Linked DNA regions of Gossypium arboreum: region 1 is linked to region 2. Evidence: chromatin contacts called from public Hi-C data. All regions are on one chromosome and are shown on one strand. The core of a region is the stretch at or near the end of the contact, and the rest is flanking DNA. Distances in the headings are between cores, read along the strand shown.

Evidence for each region. Hi-C and Micro-C count contacts between places; a contact is called where the count stands out from the background.
Region 1: a Hi-C map of leaf shows a contact between it and region 2, with 2.7 times the contacts expected there. The contact joins the promoter of LOC108455752 here to the enhancer-like site in region 2. A contact is called at or near these places in 2 of 5 Hi-C or Micro-C datasets (both in leaf).

The regions. Positions count from the first base shown.
Region 1 is chr9:14,347,034-14,352,537 of ASM2569848v2, forward strand. It overlaps LOC108455752 (transcription factor SCREAM2-like), which reads left to right and starts at 2,276. Exons shown (of 4, transcript XM_017754296.2): 1 at 2,276-2,600; 2 at 2,902-3,027; 3 at 3,119-3,289; 4 at 3,557-3,778. The coding sequence starts at 2,523. The coding sequence ends at 3,655.
Region 2 is chr9:13,862,492-13,868,084 of ASM2569848v2, forward strand. No RefSeq gene overlaps it. Among protein-coding and RNA genes, the nearest start is that of LOC128281008, 69 kb to the left of the region's middle. Within about 2 kb of position 1,655, at least 1 of the 2 cell types and tissues checked has an H3K27ac peak or open chromatin away from gene starts, as enhancers often do. A contact at or near this core is called in leaf, where this site is marked.

The DNA of each region.
Region 1 (5,504 bases), core at 1,026-3,525, 490 kb after region 2:
TCATGTTTATGTGGTTGAATGATATATATATTTACATCTATATAACATCTCGTGACATGTTCATTGGAGAATGGCTAGCGATTGATCAGAAATTCTCCTATTGCATTTCGAGTTCTTCCCAATGCTGTAGTTTCATTCATCAGTTGAATATAGGGAAGGATTTTTTTTTTTTTTTCATTTTTGGATAGCTACCTTAGGTTTCTGCATATCTTCCCATGCATAGGCAGATCATATGACAATGAGATGAATGGGTGTTCTTTCCTTTCCCAAAATTGTTGTATAACTTATATAATATTATTGGTCTTATTGGAAATATTCACTACAACAGAACATGCCATTCACAATGTTTTCGTTTTGTTTTCTTTTGGCTGCGTTTATGTTATTGCAAGCAGGGGAGAAAGCGAATTTTTTAGCGGAATTAAGTTATATATTTTACAATAGTAAAAATATAATTTTATCATTTGAATTGTATATATTCTTATAATTTTGAAAGATTAAATCAAATTTTATCATTTTTAAAAGAAGTTAAAATATAATTTTATGATTATTAATTTAAAGTTCTATGAATTATAAAAGAGTTAAAGGTTCGAGATCTCTACTAACCGCTTGACCCTACCATTGATTAAAAATCACACAATTATAATTTAAAATAAAAATAAATTATGATAATAATTTTATAATTAATTATATAAGTTAATTGGATTAGACTTTGATTTTAGGGAATGCCAACGCATATAATATATATCCAAATAACATTATGTATCAGTCAATAGCTGCCATGGAAATAACATGTGTCAAATTATTATTTTTTCTTCCACAAGCTTATCCTTAATTACTTGTGAAATGATGATAATAGATTCAATTTCCAAGAAAACAAAAATTATTGAGTGCATGAATGAATTGCCAAAGTTTCTGATTTGATGAAGATGATGAGTAAGGAAAAAAATTATAGTGATTATAAGGGCAAAGAATGGCACGTGTGGAGAGAGAGAGAGAGAAGACAAAGAGGGTGACGGCTAGCTGGTGATGAGCGGGGGGGAAGAGTCTAAAACAAAGGCCCCGTGAGGAGTGTTTGGAGGCATTCCAATATATCACAAAACTAAAACATCCACTCCTTTTGTTTCACTTCTTTCGATGGCCATTTTTTTTCACTTCCACTCCTTCACGAGACCTCACCTCATGATTCCCCCCATTCCCCCTTCCTCCTTTCTCATCCAATGCCATTTCCCCAAATACCCCCCTTATATCTAAGTGTAATTTGCAAATGTCTCATATCTAAGTGTGATTTGTATACCTTCTTATAAACTATTTGGCTTATAAGTTAAAGGTAAATGATTGCTTTACTTGATATTAGGTTGTAAGTTTAAATCTGAATAATCATTTCTCTTTACCCTATTGGTAAAAAAAAGAGTTTTTGAGTACAAGTTTAATTCTTACAATTTAGTTTTTAGATCTTGACCTCTAAATCTAAGAATATAAAACTATCAAACCATTTAGCTATATGGAACTGTTTAAAAATATATTGTGAAACTACCATAATTAATTAAGTCTATGTTTTTCATCCAAACTAATTAATTATCTAGGAACTTGAAGATAACTTTCCTAGAAGGCAAGTGATATACATGCACAATCAAGACTATGGGACTAGTATGATTCTTTGCTATGAAAATGAAAAAAAAGAACATATAAAATTTTGTATATAGTGAATATAATTGACTACGTACATATGATTGTTAGCCAAAAATCATATATTTGATCATGCTTGAAATCTATCCCTTAAATAAAGCTTGAATCAATAAAGATATATTCTTGACATAATTTTATGTTTGTTGAAAAACTGTCAAAATAATACATAATGTCTAATGCATATTGCTATATAGGTTTTAAGTTTCTTTTTTGCTCGGCCAAATTAAAAACCAAAAGTTATATGGAGTTTTGATGCTTGCCTTAGGTGTTTTTGTGCATCATTGGCTTTTAAGTTTCTACTAAATTTAAACATCTCATACATCCAAAACACTGCCTAAGGTAGGATTTAACTTTAAAAATTCTTTGGGACCATATTCTTGAATTGTCCATTTTCTTTGAAATAAACGTAAACGAACGTATAAAACTCAAAATATATAAAACAAATAATTTTTTTAAAAAAATTATGATATCCATACAAACACTTATTACGAATCCGGATAACGCAGGTTTGGATAGCATAATTATCACATAAAATGCAATAATATATATTAACAAAATTAGAAGGGGCAATGTGGTAAAATGAGATGGAATCTATATTATATTATGGTGGTAAGAAACTGAGGCATTCATGTGGGAAGCAAATAGTAGGATCCTATAGATTTGAGAGCTCATCCCTTCTCTTTTAAACAGCCTCTATGAGCATTGCAGAGAGTTGAAAAAAAAAAAAAAAAGAGAGAGGAGAAGAGAAAGAGGGGATAATAGATAATAGAGCAAAAAAGCTCAAAGATATAAGAGAGAAATTATATAAAAGTAATACACAAAAAAGAGAAAAGAAAATGGTTTCTAGGGAGCACAAGAGAGCAGCACTGCATGAGAAGCTTCAACTTCTTCGTTCCATTACAAACTCTCATGCTGTAATTTCTCTATATCTATTTTTCCATAATCCTACTAAGCCCCCCTTAATTTGCTTTCATTGCTATTCACCAGTGTTCTTTTGTGTGCCACTGTTTCTTATTGGTTTTCAATTATTCTTATTGGAGCTATAAGGGATACTCCTGCTATATGCAATCTTTCATTGAATATTCATAATCTAGCTTGTGCTTAAATTTCTGAAATTAATGAAAAGAGAAAAGGGAAAAGAAAGCAAGAGGAAGAAAACTTTATGTTAACCCCCCCACCCCAACAATTTAATTGTAAAATTACATGGCATGGCAGGTGAATAAAACAACAATCATTGTGGATGCATCAAAGTACATTGAAGAGCTAAAACAGAAAGTAGAAAGATTGAATCAAGATATATCAGCTGCACAAACTTCAAATGATCAAAATCCATTGCCTATGGTAATTAATTTTCTCATATTTGTTCTTCCTTTTATTTTTGGTTTCAACTTCAACTTAAACTGTATTATATGTTTTTTTTTGAACATAGCAGGTTACAGTAGAAACACTAGAGAAGGGTTTTCTTATAAATGTATTTTCAGAAAAGAACTGCCCTGGTCTACTTGTTTCTTTATTGGAAGCCTTTGAAGAACTGGGTCTTAATATTCTTGAAGCTAGGGTTTCTTGCACTGATAGCTTTCGATTACAAGCAGTTGGTGGAGAAGTAAGCATCTAAATTTATCTTCATACATAAATTATATGTGTATATTTAGGTTAAAGAATTATCACAACGATCTGATATAAATTATATATATGTTTCTTTCTTATCCTTCAGACTAGATTTGAAACCATGATTCATTGTTCTTGAGTTATCTGATTATGATTTTGTTAATGTAGAACTATTGAGTTATCTGATTATGATTTTGTTAATGTAGAACTATGGATTGCATTATAATATATATTTTGCTTTCAATTTTTTTTTTTTTGGCAGAATGAAGAACAAAGTGAATCTATTAATGCACAAGTGGTGAAACAAGCAGTGTTGCAAGCTATTAAGAATTGGAGTGAGGGTACTGATCAACAGGAGTAAATGGATTTTTTGTTGTTATCTATTAACTTTCTTTTTCATGCTTTTGTTTTTTTCATATGTACCTTATTGGCAATGTCGTTTAATCAAAAATTAATCTCAAATATTGAGTGAAGTTTACCAAAATGTAATACGAGATCTACCTTTTAAGGATAACTCCATGCATGAATCAATTGGACTAAATCCAGATTCTATAAGTATTGTGTGCTAATGCCAGTCTTGTATCTTCTTCTGTAATTGATCGAAAACGAAAAAGGAAAAGCCCCTTAGCAAAAAGGATAGAGTAATTAAATCTAAAGCTTCTTCTTGTGAAGATTAAAAAGAAAGTTGCTTGTAAAGTTTCACCACTTACAATCAATAGTGCTTGTTAAAGAAGAAAATAAACATCAAGTCTATATAAGAAAACGATGCATGTAAATTAGGGGTAGGACCATATATATATTCATATAAGATTTTCAATAAAGACGATGACAAAGTGATTATTATACCTTATTATGTTCAAGTGTATATATATAATATATATAACGGTCAGAAGATTTTTTTTTCCCTCATTGGTGCAGTAGATGTAGTTCCCATGCATGGATATTGCAACATGCAAAAGGATTTAGTTTATTGGCCTTCAGAATAACTTTCTCAAGTTTCACAGCTGCTTTTATACATACTGATGGTCCTTTCGGGCTACATATACATAATAAATTTAGTTTCCTACTCGGTTGGAACCATGCCTAATTAAACCGCTAATAGTTGTAGCTTTTTGGAACCAAAACTCGTAAGAAAATTCAACAAGTAAACTGATCTATAAATTTTATCTGATAATTTTGTTAATAACAAATCATACATCCAAAGATATATAATGACGCAACAGTCATATAGGTAACTAGACTTCAACAGCCCAACTTGAAAAGAAATTAAATTAAATGATTATGACAAAATTTTTGTTGTACTGAGTGTGAAATATAACCAATCATTCACTTAATTATTACTTTGGTACTTAAAGAATTTTTTATTTCGATTTAGTACTTAAAATCTCCAACCGTGTATCGCGTTGTCCTAACTATTAACAGCATTAAAAGAAGCTAATGTGGCACGCTACCAGCGAGCCATGTCACACTACATATTTTTGTGTGAAATAAATTAAAAAAATCAAAATAAATTAGGAAAAACTTCAAAAAGTAGAAGAAAATTTAAAAATATCAAAAAATTTAAAATAAGAAAAATATAGAAAATTAAGGAATATTTTAAAAATATAAATTACAAAAACACAAAAATCTATAAAATTAGAAAAATTTAGAAAAATCTAAAAATAAAAAATTTATAGAAAATTTCCAGAAATTTTAAAATATATATAATTTACTTTATATATATTCTTTCCATTTTAATACATATAATACAAAAAAAAGAGAAAAAAAAACATAAACAATTTGCTACCGGGGAGATTTTTGGCAATTTTTGAGGAGTGACCAAACCATTGCCAATTTGTAGTAACATTGTATGTTCGGAAGACTAGTCATGTTTGTGTTGACAAATTTTGGCAACAACATTCATTGGCTTGTGATTCCTATGTTATTGTAGACGCTTTTTACCCATCCTTGATACCTAAATTACACATAGCAACATGTTTTGGAGATTGACTTGGATTTTTATCAAAGCAATCAACTTTCCAAGTGTAATGGATTAGATCGAGTCGAATCAGGCTAAAATGGAATTATACCTTGAAAATTCAATACTTATCTTGAGCTATTTGAATATATTCTTTATGCATATTATCCTTATAATGCCTAAAAATTTCGATATGACACGTGGCATAATTTCGGGTTCAAATATCAAGAAAATTGTGAAAAAAAAATTGTGG
Region 2 (5,593 bases), core at 405-2,904:
ATTTAATCTTTAGTGAACCATGTTGAGCCTAACACACATTTTCTTGATTAACCCGTCAATGTTAACTCATAACCCATTTTTTTCGTTGTGACTCTTTCTAGTTTTATTGACCCCTTTTTGTTGAGATTTGATTTGGTTAGTTGCCTAACTATGTTCTTTTGTTTGAATTGGTGAATTAATTCTTATTGTTCTACTTTAAAAAAAATCGAAAAAATATTGCTTAATTCTTTGTTGATTGAGCTCGAACAGTTAATTTCATATTTTATTGAAATTTTTTTTTATTCTTGAATAATATTGATTGATGCACTTTCTTTTAATTCGACATTTGTTTTTTTTTTCTAGTTTAGTAATTTATCAACTCGATCTTGATTATAACAAACTTTTCTAGCTTTTTTCCACACCCTTAACCTAAGCTCTATTACAACCTCTTAAAGGTCTTTTGATTAATATGTCATATCATTTTATAGTGGTGGAGATTTGATTTTCAAGCAAGCCTATAGTAATGACATTTCTTGTTCGATTGTTAAGTGAATATTTTTGAACCTTAAACACTTTAAGTGCTTTTGATTGCTTTGAGTGTATTTTTAGTGATTTAGTGAGGATGTCAATTCTTATTGATTGTGAATTAAAGGTAATTACTTAAATAATGGGAGACACCTATATTTTCATACTTTAAATAAATTAACTTTATTAAATATATATAATTTATTTTTTAGGCAAAATTGAATTAATTTTATAATAAAACTATTAAATTAATCATATATACTTAAAAGTTCATTATTTAAAGGATAAATATTTAGTACACTCACAATATACTTTTATAAGACACTTGTCAATTCCTAACCCTACTTATGTATTAATTTACCAAATAATATTCCTTATTTAAATTTTTTTGAAAATTCTAAATCGCACTTATCAAAGAAAGTTTAGAGTTAACAAAAAGGTGGCATGTATACATTAAAAGAAAACATGCATGTAACTTTTTAGTTTAAAAGCTTTCTAAGATTTTGAACAAATCTTATGTAATTAAAATTTAAATATAATTACTTAATATTTTTATATTAAAATTATCAAAATTAACCATGTGTTTTTAAAATGTTAAATATTACTCAATTATTTATTTATTTTTATTGGTAACATAACTTTTTTCTTTTTCTTTTGTTAACATAATTATTTCTTTATTTGAAAAATCTAAATTGCTTTTATTTATTTAGATTACAATAAATCTTATAAGAGTAAAAATCAAAATATTTCATCAAAGAAAAGTTTAAAAACTGTTAACCAGTAAAATTTAGACAGTAATAACAATAATTTTTAAAATATAGATAACCAATTAATTTTGGATATTTTATAAGGACAAATATAGTGCATAACCGACTGAATAAAGTCCTATGTAGTGGGAATATTAGAAACAAAAAATTGAATTGAATTAAAGTTTTGCAAAACATCTAAATTATCATAAAAGTTTTAGTCCTTAGAGTTGATTTCATAAAACAAAGTAAATCTGGCGATGATTTCTTGATTTGGGTAATCTTAAATTTGTCTTTAATTTTAGTTTTCAATGGAAAGATTGCATTAATCCGAGGGGTGAAACTGAACTCGTTGATGCAAAGCTTGTTTTTGATTCTTTGGTCTTAATTGGGCCAATCATGGCACACATATATCTAGGCCACTTCATCCCAATGAATCGGGCCTAATTTAAATAATTGGTCCCTCCCTACTCTCATCGTAATGTAAGCAGTACACATAATATATACACCTACGTGTATGTATAGATATACAAACATATCATCAATGCATATTTTTATTTAGGGTAAACTAGTAACTTAATTATTAATAAGATTTGTTTAGTCACTAAATCATGAAAACTTACAAAATAATTATTCAATTATTTGATTTTTTTAATTTTTGTTAATTACTGTTGATTGGGTGACAAAAAGATAATATGACACTCTTAAATTTGGCATGATAATAAATTTAATTCTCAGTGTTTGCATATTGTAAATGTATCCAGTTAACGACAATTAACGAAACTTGATAACTTTCTCAAATTGGATTTTAAATTTTTTTATCACATTGATCCACATGGTTAACACCATTAGCTTCTAAATATTTGAGTAATGTGGCTAAATTAGGATGTGACACATGGACAAACAAGGAAACGACAAGTGTCTTTCTATATAATTATTCTAAAATTATAAAAAAATATATATATTATAAAAATTCAAAAATTAATCTAATAATTCAAAACATAAAACAAAACGATTAGTTAAAAATTCAATAAAAGAGAACATATTGCTAAAATTTTATAAAATTTGAAAAATAAATTACAAAAATATTGATCAGTCAATTTTTGAATCGTTAAATATTTTCTCAATTTTTATATTATTTTGTAACTTTGAACTGTTTTTTTAATTATATATATATATATATATTCAATTTTCAACTTTTATAACTTGCATATATTACATATATTTTAAAACTTGTTTACATTTTTTGAATATATATATATATATATTAGAATAATTAAATAGGAAGAAACATGTTGCTTCTCTGTTTGTTCATGTGTCATCATCGTGTTTAGTCATTTCACGCAACTGTTAAAAAATTAATAGTATTAGTCAGCATCGTGTTTAGTCATGTTACTCAACTGTTAAAAAATTAATTGTGTTAATCATAAGAATTAATTTGTATAATAAATGCTACCTTTAGAGGTTAATGTAATTCAAGAAAAATTAAAGAATAATTTGAAAAAAAATTACCATGGTCATGAGCCCATTTATATATTAAACTAGTTATTTTTTCATATATCCTACCTTTTAGAGTGCAAAAGTAAATGATAAGGGAAAGATAAACAGTATACTATGAGATTTGGTTACTACATGGTTAAAATTCATGCGTTTACATGTGCGGAATAGAGGGTCGATCAAAAGCCTTACTATTAAGTCTACTACCACACTACTTATGATTTAATAGATGTGAATTAAAGTACTTTAGTTGTCAAATAGACCAGTTCGACTTAATCCGAATAACTATTTCTTAATTAAAAATTCTTCATATTTATATTAATTCTAAAATACCTATTAATAAAATATTTTAATATTTTAATGTCAAATGAATGACGAATTTAGATAAATGAATTATGACAAATTTAAAAAGAAACTATTTTGATAAGAAAATATCAAATTATGATTTAACTCAAGGACAAGTCGATTGTAATAAAAAAAAAAAACTCTTTAAATATCTAATTTTTACCCTTGAAAAATGTCTAACTTCTAAAATTGAAAAGTAGCTATGGAAAAACGAAGAAGCCAATATTATCATTAAAATTATTGGGAGTTAACTCAATAGCTAACTATTACTTAGCTTAGTGCATGTTGTCTTAGAATCCCTAAGATTTTATGTTTGTTCGAGAGAGATGAACAACTCTATGGCCTTAATATACAAGACAAAAGATGAAGGTCCTTTTTTGCTTACCAAAATGAAGAAAAGTCAGTTTTGTAAATGATAGAAACACTTCAAAATCTTATCCCATAAATAATTTAGTAATAAGTAAACAAATAAAAAAACCCATGAAAATGTTTTTATATAAAATGGTACTGCTTCTCCCATTTTGTGGGGCTTATGAAGTTTGAAAGTTCCTAATGAAATGTCCCACATAGATATGGCCAGAGCTGTGCCATTCAGTCATATGGTTTTGGTTGTTTCCTCCCATACCTATGGTCATTTTTCTTCCCTTTTTTAAATCCAAACCATACTTTTTTTTATAAGACAATACCAGAGAAAATAAACATGAAAGCATCTAGATCAAGTCATCAATTTTACCGAATACACTCAAATTTAACTTTTCTCGTACTCACATAAAACATAAGAACAATCATCATTTAAGATATCATTGATAGAAAAGAGACAAGTAACAAATTCAAAGTAATTCGACTGAAATAAAATTACCTACGCTAAAATGTGAATTAATTTACATAAATCCAACGAAAAGAAAATGATTGAAAGCTAAAATTAATGTACAGACACACTTATCAACAACCCTGATATATTCAAATAACTATTTGAAAAATCATACCATAATTATTTACAATCAATTACCAACACAATATCATCCACATGCAACAACTTAAGCTAAGAAAGAGTCTCACCAACCTAAAATATGCCTATATATTTTAAATCTTTATGTTTCCTTCAAAACCCAAATGTTATGCCTATATATTTTAAATCTTTATGCTTACTTCCATTTACATGTGATAGAAAGAAGGGACAAAGGCCTGCCCTGGCAGCTTCTGATTTGCTCCATAGATATTTTCTTCAATAAAGAAAATGAAAACATATATTATATTATGTTGGAGACATAAAAGTTAACCCATCAAGAAATGACTTCTCTCCGTCACCTAAACTTTCCAACTCTTTCTCATAGGTGTCATTAGAGTGCTTCGAATAAGTTAAAATATTTTCGAATTATTTGGATTTGGTTTAATAAGTAATACTAAACTCAAGTATTTTATTAACAATTTTGTACTTAAATATTTGTCATGTCCTGGGTTTAAATTTTCTTTTTAATTTGATAATTTTTTAATGCTCAAAGAATAATGGACAAGGCAATGCAAAGAACACAAAAAAAATGTACAGAGAAGAGAACAATATGGTAATGCTTGGCAACGGAAATCTCTTTTATTTCTATTTTTTGAATTTTCTAAAGGAAAAAGACAAATTATTATAGCTGTCAAGAGTGGTTTTTTATTTGCAACAGCGAAGCAATTTGTAGTTATTAGATATTATCATATTAAAAACAAAGAGTGCGGCGTATAATTTATAAAAACATGTATATATATTTTTCTGTTAAAAGTTGGAAAAAATATAGTTAATTTCATAAAATGTCCTCGAATTATGATTCAAATTTTAAATTGGTCCCTATTGAAAAATATGGGAAGACTAAAGAAGTGTTGAAAGGAGTGCCTACTCCTTGAACCCTTGCGGCATAATGACTTGTTTTCAAATTTGTGTTATTGGAAATTTATTGAACCAAATATTTGGGATGTGCTGGGATTGTGGATTGCATCTAGCTTATCAATGGATGTCATATCACTTGAGGAAACTTATATAGAGGATCGAATCTCACTTATTGAGCGGAGTAGAATTGGATTGGATCGTTGGAGACTTAGCTACAACAATCCTTGTTTAAATTGATTGTTATTTTTATATTGTATTCAACTTATTTAGTTGCTTTTTAATAGGGATTATGATAAATCTTATTTATGTTAGCAAGACTCGAAATATTCTATATAATTGAGATGACTTGTATAGGTTATTGTACTAAGAGAGATAATACTTAATCTATAGTGAGGAACTTTATTTTATAAGTGCATTGTGTTAGTAAAACCTATTGAGTTGTGGTTTTACTTGCTAAGTTCACAAGGGTGAATTTAGTGGGAAGAGTATCAATCTTCAAGGTACAAATGTGAGAAAATTGTCATAGATGTCTGATAGATTTAGGTTCGCTTATTGTAAGTGTTGAAGATAGTGAATATTTCTCACGAAGATAGGCTCCACAAATGTAGGGAAATCGGACCCCATAAACAATCTT